Linked DNA regions of Pan troglodytes: region 1 is linked to region 2. A link is a contact called in public Hi-C data. All regions are on one chromosome and are shown on one strand. Each heading gives the region's core, a stretch centred on a gene start, on an enhancer-like site or on the middle of the called end of the contact. The rest is flanking DNA. Distances are from core to core; before and after follow the strand shown. Region 1 holds the start of U2AF1 (U2 small nuclear RNA auxiliary factor 1). Region 2 holds the start of ERVH48-1 (endogenous retrovirus group 48 member 1, envelope).

Evidence for each region. Hi-C and Micro-C count contacts between places; a contact is called where the count stands out from the background.
Region 1: a Hi-C map of stem cell-derived neural progenitor cells shows a contact between it and region 2, with 5 times the contacts expected there. The contact joins the promoter of U2AF1 here to the promoter of ERVH48-1 in region 2. A contact is called at or near these places in 3 of 7 Hi-C or Micro-C datasets (blood, induced pluripotent stem cells and stem cell-derived neural progenitor cells), 1 of 1 datasets of contacts at active chromatin or transcription factors (stem cell-derived excitatory neurons) and 1 of 1 other capture datasets (stem cell-derived neural stem cells).

The regions. Positions count from the first base shown.
Region 1 is chr22:43,753,198-43,758,617 of NHGRI_mPanTro3-v2.0_pri, reverse strand. It overlaps U2AF1 (U2 small nuclear RNA auxiliary factor 1), which reads left to right and starts at 3,641. Exons shown (of 9, transcript XM_063803497.1): 1 at 3,641-3,888. CRYAA (crystallin alpha A) reads right to left here and starts at 3,557. Exons shown (of 7, transcript XM_063803499.1): 1 at 3,244-3,557; 2 at 1,821-1,995.
Region 2 is chr22:43,575,342-43,580,101 of NHGRI_mPanTro3-v2.0_pri, reverse strand. ERVH48-1 (endogenous retrovirus group 48 member 1, envelope) reads left to right here and starts at 1,753. Exons shown (of 2, transcript NM_001309176.4): 1 at 1,753-2,005.

The DNA.
Region 1 (5,420 bases), core at 2,392-4,891, 180 kb before region 2:
GCCAGGCAAGGTGGGGGATGCCTGTAATCCTAGCTCAGAAGAATCGTTTGAACCTGGGAGGCAGAGGTTGCAGTGAGCCAAGATCACGCCAATGCACTCCAGCCTGGGTAACAGAGCAAGACTCTGTCTCAAAACAAACAAACAAAAGAAATAGTTTCAGATAATCTTGTTTTCTTCTTGCAAAGAAATGACTTCATCAGAACTTCTTTTAGAAGCTTCTAAGTATCATTGAAAAATAGCTCTCAGTTTTTAAATTTTAGATGCAGATTTTTCCTATTGAGTGCATAAACTAGTTATTTTAAAGGCACCCCATTTTAGCTATTATAGTCTGGGGTCTTCATGGGTTAAGTGAGACCATGTTTCTAGATACTGACAGAAGGTGGCACCATAAGCATTGTCCACGAATCCAGCTGCCGTCTCTGCAGATGGATGTCTCCTTTAGAAGCACAAGTGCCCATAATTTAGATTTTCCTTCTGAATGACCAAAAATGCCTAAGGGGAGGAATTTTGGTCACTAAAGAAGAAAGTGGCCAAGCGCAGTGACTCACGCCTGTAATCCCAGCACTTTGGGAGGCCGAGGCAGGGGGATCACGAGGTCAGGAGTTCAAGATCAGCTTGGCCAAGATGGTGAAACCCCAACTCTACTAAAAATACAAAAAATTAGCAGGGCATGGTGGCAGGCGCCTCTAATCCCAGCTACTTAGGAGGCTGAGGCAGAGAACTGCCTGAACTCAGGAGGCAGAGGTTGCAGTGAGCCAAGATCATGCCACTGCACTCCAGCCTGGGCGACAGAGCGAGACTCTGTCTCAAAAAAAAAAAAAAAAAGAAGAAGAAGAAGAATGTTTAGATTTGTCAGTTGAACCAAGTTTCAGAATATGGCCAGTTTTAAAGATGACACTTTCTCCTTGACCAAATTTCAAATGAGAGAAAAGGCTGCAAACTGTAAAAAGACAAGCAAAACCTCAGACAGAAGTGAAAATCACAAATCTGCAGTCAACAGAATCTCTAGAGAATAAAAATGGAAACTCCTACCTTTCAGTGGAGCTTCAGTTCTAACCCTATCAAATTATTAGTGTGTAAGTCTCAATCTTCGACTAAGCTGGGAGGATTCAGATCCCAAGACTGGCCTTACCAGAGACCCCTACCAGCACCAGTGAGGTCGAGTAAACAACAGTCGTTTGTGCTGGTACCAAGGCTCCAACTATTGATGCCACTACTTAGTGGCAATCCCTGAAGGCCTGCTTCAGGTCCTATCTGGGTTGCCAAAATGTCAACCTCAAATAATGAAATTCAGGAAATATGATTAAGTATAGAGTTTATTTGAGCCCAAAGCTTGAGGATGGCTCCCTGGGCACATGCCCCTAGGTTGCCCTGAACATATGTTCCCATTAGCAGCAGTTACAGTGGGGTTTTAAGGAAAAGGAAGAGGCAGTCCCTAAGTTGTTAGCAAGAATTTGCATTAAAATAACAGAAGGTGCTGATTGGCTATGCATCGTTCTTAGCATCACTAATTCCATGTGAACAAGAAGATAATGGGTGAGGCAGCCTGTCAGGAGAAAAATTCCATCAAACAATTGCCCTGGACAGTTGCTTCTATGGTGGAAGAGGCGCTGAATGAAGTCCCACACTCCGGCCTCTCTGGGCCTGATCATTCTGCACACCTCACAGAGCTCAGACTGCCCTATTTTTCTTTTCTCAGGAAAAATGGGTGGATGGTACTGGTGGCCCTGGTCTGATCATCTACCCTGGTTCTAGTAACCAGATTAATTCCTTGTAATAGAGCTGTGGATTTCAGTTCAGTTCCCACGCACAGACCTTACCTCTGCTTTCTCCGACCACTTCTCCCCCACCCCAGGTACTTCACAGCTGAGAGCCTCTTGCCAGCTTCCAACTCTCCAGCAGTCTTTGTTCCCAGACCGTGTCCTGAGGCTGCACTTTCTGGACATGCCCACCTGCTGGACTGGCATCTGTCTTGTCACTTCTCTGGCCTCACCTCTGCGAAAGGAACACAAAAGTCAGGACCCCAGTTCACTCTGTCAAAAGGAAAAGAATGAGCTGAAAGCTGAGTCATGTAAGCAGCTGCCTTTCCTTTCGTTCCTAAGCAGACGGCTACAGATAGAAGGTTCAACATCCGCTTCTCTTATGTAAAGTGCTGATTTGCTGAGGAGTGAGCTGTACACAGTCGACTGTTCCCGGCCTGCTGCTTTTCTCTTGCAACGTGTGGATTACCACACTGTTCCGCTTTCCCCTCCAGCCCACTTTTCCCCTTTAAATACTGAAGCCCTCAAAGTCATCTTTGGAGAAAAGCACAGACCACAGACTGTTTCTGTGATACCGTGTTTTTTTTCCTCCCAGGCATTGTCCTTAACCTTGGCAAAATAAACTTCTAAACTGATTGAGCCCTGTCTCAAGATACTTTTTGGTTTAAACCTCCGAGGCCCTACTGTTTCTAATACAGGTTTCCAGTTTGCTCATCTTTCCCAGGTAGGAAGATGCTCTGTTGCCAAGAGAAATGCAATTCTAACACGCAAATCCGCCCAAACACTAGAGCTCAGCATTCAGCTCTAGCCGAGCTAAGAGGATCCCATGGTCCTGCCCCACAGTCTGGGGCTCATCTTGTGGAGGAGGTAAGTAAAATAGGCCCTGTCTCTCTGACTTCTACCTAATCAGAGTTGATAGTTGCGTTGGAAATTAGGTAAATCGCAGGTGAGTTGATGAATGTGGGAAACCAGATGAAAATGGCTGCTTGATGGGGTTAAAACGCAGGAGAGAGGAATAGAACCCTTCCCACGGAATGGTTCCAGCCTTGTGACATGAGGAGACTGAAAGGGTATCCCAGAGGCAGGTCACTGGCCTTCCAGCTCCACCTGTGGGTGGCCTTGGCCAGGCAACTGCAAGACTGCAGGGCCCCGGGGAGGTCGCACCTGGCAAGCGCCGAGGGAGGGTAAAGCGGAGAGGGGTGAGAGAAAAGAAAAACAACACAGAGCGTCCGAGCTATGTGAGGCGTGCGAGGTTAATCCGGCCCGGAGAGACAGGTCTATGGGGCTTCAGCGGTCCCCACCCATGCCTGGCAATTGTTTAAAGGCACTATTGCTCCGGACCCGCTGCCTTCACCCATGAACTTCCTTTCCTGGAATTATGATATAAAGAACAACGTACAGCCAATTAATAGCTTGTTATTTTCATGTAAATTCTTGGTGAGCTATTTAAGAACTGCCCCCCTCTTAAGCTTTATAAACCCACTTGTCACTGTTGCAAATCCTATGTTCAGGGCAGCTTGAAGCTATGCTCCCGGGTTGCAATCTTCAAACTTGGCCCAAATAACCTCTCTACTTATATCAAGTTTGCCTCAGCTTTTTTTTTCTTCTAGGTCGACGGTTCCCGCCCCGCAAGGGTGCAGGGAAGGGGACGCCCGCACTTCCTAGTGCTCCCTTAGCTGGGGTCGAGCTGAGCGCCCCCCACCGAGCCCCAGGCGGCTCTGTGGAGAAGCCCCTCGGCCCCGGGTTCGGTCTGCACTGCCAGCCCCCAGTCCCCGGCGCGCAGGATCCAGCAGGGACAGCGCCGGGCGGGCGAGAAGGCGAGAGAGCTAGGGCCGGGCTGGGAAGGCACCGGCAGGGGGCGCGGGTTCCCAGGACCGAAAAGGCGGAGCCTCCCACGCGCACTACGTGCTCCCTACGCGCATGCGTCCCGCCCACGCGCAGGCAGCACCTCGCCTGACTGGGTAGCGCTGCCACGTCGGGGCGGGGAAGAGCGTCGTCGCGTCCGGGTGACGTCTCCCGCGGGCGTCGGCAGGGTCGGCGGCGTCGGCAGCAGTGTCGACGGCAGCGGCGGCGGCGGGTGGGAAATGGCGGAGTATCTGGCCTCCATCTTCGGCACCGAGAAAGACAAGTGAGTGGGAGCCCCCCGCCGGGGGTTGGGCGCGATCGGGGCGCAGGGTGGTTGAGGCGGTGGGAGGGCGACCGGGGAGGCCCAGGCGGGCCGGCGCGGCGGCGGCGGGGGAGGGGCCCGCGGCGGGAAGGAGCGGTGGCCCTTCCGGCCCCTTGCGCGCCCTCCGGAGCCGCCGCCTCGTGGGCCGCGCGGCGGAAAAATGGAGCGGGGAGAATGAATGGGGCCTCTTTTCGGGGCGCCGCGGCCGAGCTTTCTCCGGCCTTGGGGTCTGGACTGGCTGATCGCCCGACGTCCGGGCCTCCGAGTCGCCGGCTCCCGGAAGCCGCCTCGAGCCGCGCTGAAAGTTGCCTGGAGCATCCGGGCCTTTTGGACGTGGACACGTTTGCTCCAACTTTCGGCTGTGAATGTCCTGTCGAGCAAGCTCTGGTACCAGCCTCGCCAGTATTCAGTCGCTTATCTAACTTAGGGTCCTAAGCGTTGGTGTTTTATCCACTTAGCCAGCCTCTTGCCTGTTTAAGCGACCACTGGGCCGGCAGTAAGGAGATATGACAAGAAAAAGTATGGTGGAGACTACTGGATTAACTATCTAACCACAAGAGACGTGATCCGCTCTTAACATACAGGTGCTCCTCGATTTACCATGGGATTGCGTTCCGATAAACCCATCATGAATCGAAAATGCCTTTAATACCCCGATAAACCCATCATCTAAGTTGAAAATTTGTAAGTCGGTGACTGTTCTTGAAGACACAATTCTGATATAAGGAAAAAGATGTTTTGATTTTTTCCTTAAGGTTGCATGCCTTCCCTAATCAATCGTTAGGTTAAAAGCAAAACATTTAATTTCAGCTTTAATTGCCACCTTGGCACGTACTAATTTCCAGTGAGTTGGCTGTAGTTTAGACTAAATGGAATGTTTTCAGACGTTTGAAGGATAATTCTTACTTTGAAAACCTAAAGACTCAGCATCTGGCTTAATCTACTCTTTAGTTATCTTGGCATTCTTCAGTGCCATACAAAGTTAACATGACTTTATGTTTTCAGTGATAAACCCCTAAGTTTGTCATAGATGTTTTTAATGCCACTTTTTTCAAACGCTATTTAAAATGTTTCTCTTTTCCAGGATGGAGTCTATCTTGTAAAATGTCCTCTTCACACATGGTAGAATCTCCTGTGTTGTTTGGATGAGGAGGCTATATTTCTAGCAAAATTTTAAGCCAAAATCTACCAGTTATAGTCACTCCAGAAACATTTAGTGGGGGTCAACTATAGGTCAGTTTCTGGAGACTTAAACATGGGTAAAATTTGGATATTATCCTTAAGGAACTCACGGTATGATCTTGGCGAATGAATAGACCAGCTCTATCGGAACAAGAGGCTCTTCTGAGTTTAGGGTGAAGAACTAACACATGTAGGATCGGGGCATCATTAATTTCGCCTTTTCATATTTGCATGTGGCATGACTTCTGTCTTGTAAAAGTCTATCTCCCTATATTTCTGCTATAAGCAACCACATTTCAATCTATTGGGCT
Region 2 (4,760 bases), core at 504-3,003:
CCCAGATTTGTCCCGCCCACAGTATTCCCCAGGTGAAAAGATAGCCCAGAGCGTTCTGTGCTCTGCTAGGCTTGCACAGAGAGACCTGAGCTCGGGACTTCACTCGTGCCCTCCACCCATGCCCAGCGCAATTGTTTAGCCATGTAGTCCCTGAATACCTGCTTCACTCATTACAATCACGTTTCTAAATTTGTGGAATTTGTGATACAAAGAACAAGCCAATAAATCGCTTATGTATTTTAATGTAAATTGTTGGCGAGGAATTTAGCAACTGCCTCATTTTTCCTTTAAAAATCCACTTGTTAAGGCGGGGCGCGGTGGCTCATGCCTGTAATCCCAGCACTTTGGCAGTAGAGGCGGGCGGATCACGAGGTCAGGAAATTGAGACCATCCTGGCTAACACAGTGAAACCCCGTCTCTACTAAAAATACAAAAAAATTAGCCAGGCGTGGTCAACGGGCGCCTGTAGTCCCAGCTACTCGGGAGGCTGAGGCAGGAGAATGGCGTGAACCCGGGAGGCAGAGCTTGCAATGAGCCGAGATCGCGCCACTGCACTCCAGCCTGGGCGACAGAGCAAGACTCCGTCTCAAAACAAAAAAACAAAAACCAAGAAACAAAAAACAAAAAACCCACTTGTGGGCAGGTGCGGATGGCTCATGCCTATAATTTCAGCTCTTTGGGAGGCCAAGGCAGGCCAGATCATTTGAGGTCATTTGAGGTCAGGAGTTTGAGACCAGCCTGGCCAACATGGCAAAACCCCATCTCTACCAAAAAAAAAAAAAAAAAAAAAAAAAAAATTAGCTGGGCGTGATGGCGTGCACATGTAATCCCAGGTACTCAGGAGGCTGAGGCAGGACAATCGCTTGAACTCGGGAGATGGAGGTTGCACTGAGCCAAGATGGCACCACTGCAGTCCAGCCTGGGCAATAGAGTTAGATTCTGTCTCAGAATTAAAAAAATAAAATCCCACTTGAGGCCAGGCACAATGGCTCATACCTGTAATCCCAGCACTTTGGGAGGCCAAGGCAGATGGATTACTTGAGGCCAGGAGTTTGATACCATTTCGGGTGTGAATGTGGAAAATCTGAGACAGGTTTTTTTTTTTTTTTTGAGATGGAGGCTCGCTCTGTCGTCCAGGCTGGAGTGCAGTGGCGCGATCTCCGCTCACTGAAAGCTCTGCCTCCTGGGTTCAGGCCATTCTCCTGGCTCAGCCTCCCAAGTAGCTGGGACTACAGGCGCCTGCAACCATGCCCGGCTAATTTTTTGTATTTTTAGTAGAGACGGGGTTTCACCATGTTAGCCAGAACGATCTCGATCTCCTGACCTCGTGATCTGCCCGCCTGGGCCTCCCAAAGTGCTGGGATTACAGGCGTGAGCCACCGTGCCCGGCTGAGACAGGTCTCTTGTTAATTTATAAAGTTTATTTTGCCAAGGTTGGGCAGGGACCTGTGACACCGCCTCAGGAAGTCCTGATTGAAAGATTCTCCCAGGGGCCTGAAAGCTTGAGGGAATGAATGACTCCTCCTCCTCAGGCCCAGTCCCAACGCGCAAACTTGCACCAGCAGCAAGATAGCAGAGGCAGGAAAAGAGCTGGCTGGAAGACACATACTCTCTGAAGATCAAGGGGGAGGCCGTCCGCGTACTACATAGCAGTCACGTCAGGCTGGGACAATTCCTGTTTACAGAGAACTATAAAAGCCCTGCCCCCTCCTCACTTGGGGCTGATGCCATTCTAGGCCTCAGTCTGTCCGCATCCAGGCGCTTATTAAAACAGCGTGTTGCTCCACACCGCCTCGTGTTGTCTGTTGGCGTGCTCTCCGGGTTCCAACCAATGCAAGAGCCTTGGGTCTGGCCCTGAAACCCGCGAGGGGCTTCCGTCCACGTCCCCAGTGGACCTACCACCCCTCCATCTGGGAGAGCAGGCCACAGCAGCCGGACAAAGGAAGCTCCTCAGCCTCTAGTCGCCTCTCCGTGCATGCACATCGGTCACTGATCTCGCCTACTGGTAAGTTTCCTGGGAGCCCAGTTAACAGGGAAAAATCCACACGGCCTCTCTTGGTTTCTCCAGCCCCAAAATCCAACATGGGTCCAAGAAGGCTATGGCATGGCTGGGCGTGGTGGTTCACGCCTGTAATCCCAGCACTTTGGGAGGCCAAGGCCGTTGGATTCACGAGGTCAGGAGTTCGAGACCAGCCTGGTCAACATGGTGAAACTCCGTCTCTACTAAAAATAGAAAAATTAGCTGGGCACAGTGGCAGGCCCCTGTAATCCCAGCTACTCGGGAGGCTGAGGCAGGAGGATCGCTTGAACCCCGGAGGTGGAGGTTGCAGTGAGCAGAGATCGCGCCACTGCACTCTAGCTTGGGTAACAGAGCAAGACTCTGTCTCAAAAAAAAAAAAAAAATGCTAAGGTGTGTGCCAGGCACTCGCTGATCATCTGGTCTTAGGGGGACTCTAAGCCAGTTGATCCCATTCTGGGAATGAAAAAGGCTCCTTTTATCGTCTCCCTCCGGCTGTCCAGGACGGTCTGCTTTTCCCGTTCTCCTGAGCCTACCCTCCATTATGCAAAATTCCCAGTCTTCCATTCCAAAGGACAGCCCTCTAGGCTGCCTCATGAAAAACCTGCAAACCTCAGACCTCAGGCAAGATATCCCTCTAAGGACCTTGTTCTTTTATTGCAATTCAGTCTGGCCACAGTACAAATTGGACAGTGGGTCCAAATGGGCCACAAATGGAACATACGACTTTACAATTTTAACTGACTTAAGCAATTATTGCTGACGGCTGGAAAAATGGGGAGAAATTCCTTATATCCAGGCCTTGTTCACACTCAGATTACAACCCGGCCTCTGCTCTTGCTCACCTGTTCAAATCCTCCCCCTCCATTCTCGCCGCCCTGATCGCCGTTCTCCTCCTGACCCTAACTCTTTTTCCTTGTTGGATCCAGCCAACTGCTGCCCACCCCTTCCAGCCCCTGCCTCTTACTCTCAACCGTCTTCTTTAACCCCCTAAGCCTCCTCTTTGTCTTCCCAGCCAGCACCGCCTCCAAGAGTATCCACTTCTTTTCCTACACCATCCTCTCCTCAGGACAATTCTTGCACTGCCTGTACCCATTCTCCTCCCCCACTGCTCTCTCCTGAGGCCTGTAAACCCACCCCGCCACCTTCCGCTCCTATCTATCCTCTGCTGCCTATTAACTCAACCCCCCTTCCCCCTTCAAACCCTCCGCAGGAACCACTTCCGGCTTTTCTTTCCCGCCTATACTCATTCAGGCGTTGCTTTTGGCCCATGCCCCACCCTTACTTCAGCGTCTGTGCTAGAATGCCCCCTTCGGGAAGTAGCAGGAACTGAAGGTCTTATTAGAGTTCATGTTCCCTTCTCCCTCACTGATCGCTCTTGAATTCACAAAAGACTCGGTTTATTTCCAGAATACCCTGCCTCTTATATTAGAGAGTTTCAGTACCTTACCCAGTCTTATGAACTAACTTGGCATGACCTCTACATTATCCTCTCTTCCACCCTCACCCCAGAAGACTGGGACCGTATCTGGACCCTAGCTCAGGCACATGCTGATACAATTCATCACCAAGCTGCCGCCCAGCCTGCTGGCACAGAGGCAGTCCCCAGCCAGGACCCCCACTGGGATTATCAAGATGGGGCCTTTGGATGCTGCCATCGAGACCACATGATTGTGTGTCTCCTTGCAGGACTCAAAAAGTGTGCCCATAAAGCGATAAACTATGAAAAACTTTCAGAAATCACCCAAGGTCCTGACGAAAACCCAGCCCTTTTTCCTCTCTTGTTTAACGGAAGCCATGAGAAAATATACCAACCTAGACCCAGCCAGCCCAGAAGGAACCACTATCTTAAACCTTCGGTTCATCTCCCAACCCATCCCTGATATCCAGCTCAAGCTTCAGAAGCTTGACGATGGCCCTCAAACCCCACAACGAGACCTTCTCAATTTAGCCCTCAAAGCCTTTAATAATTGTGATGAGGAAAGTGAAAGGCAAAAACAGGCAGAGTTTCGAATGCTTGCCTCCGCCATCGGGGGGCCCTGCAGGCCCACGGGGCCGCAGCTCCACACGGGAGCCTCCTAGCAAGCCACCTCCACCTGGCACCTGTTTCAAGTGTGGCAGTGAAGGCCACCGGTCCAGACAATGCCCAAACCCAGGTAAGCCCCCCAGGCCGTGCCCCCTCTGCAGAGGACCCCACTGGAAGTCGGACTGTGAGCGGCCCCTGCAAGGACCGCCTCCATCCCTTCCTGAGCCGGCCAAAACCTACTCGATCTCATCCGCCTTGCCGCTGAAGACTGACAGTGCCCTGGAACGGACACCCGGCAACTACCATTGCCTCATCTGAGCCAAGGGTAACCCTGATAGCGGCAGGTAGGCCAGTGTGTTTTTAAAATTAATATCAAGTCAACCTACTCTGCTTTACCTAATTTTTCAGGACTCACCGAGTCCTCCCAGGTCTCTGTTGTGGGAATTGATGGACAACTGATGGTCTCCAAATCCCGAGCCCCCCTCCACCCTTCTGCTCCCTTCATGCCTTTTCCTTCACTCACTCTTAGTCCTGCCCTCATGCCCAACTCCACTCCTAGGCAGAGCCATGCTTTCAAAACTCCACACTACTCTCCACTCCCACGTTCCCCATAGTACCCAACGCATCCACCCAGACCCCTCCAGGGCTTCTAACTTTCTTCTACTCCTGCAACTTCCCACCCTAAAACATGCAACCTTTCCTTATCCCCCATCCGTG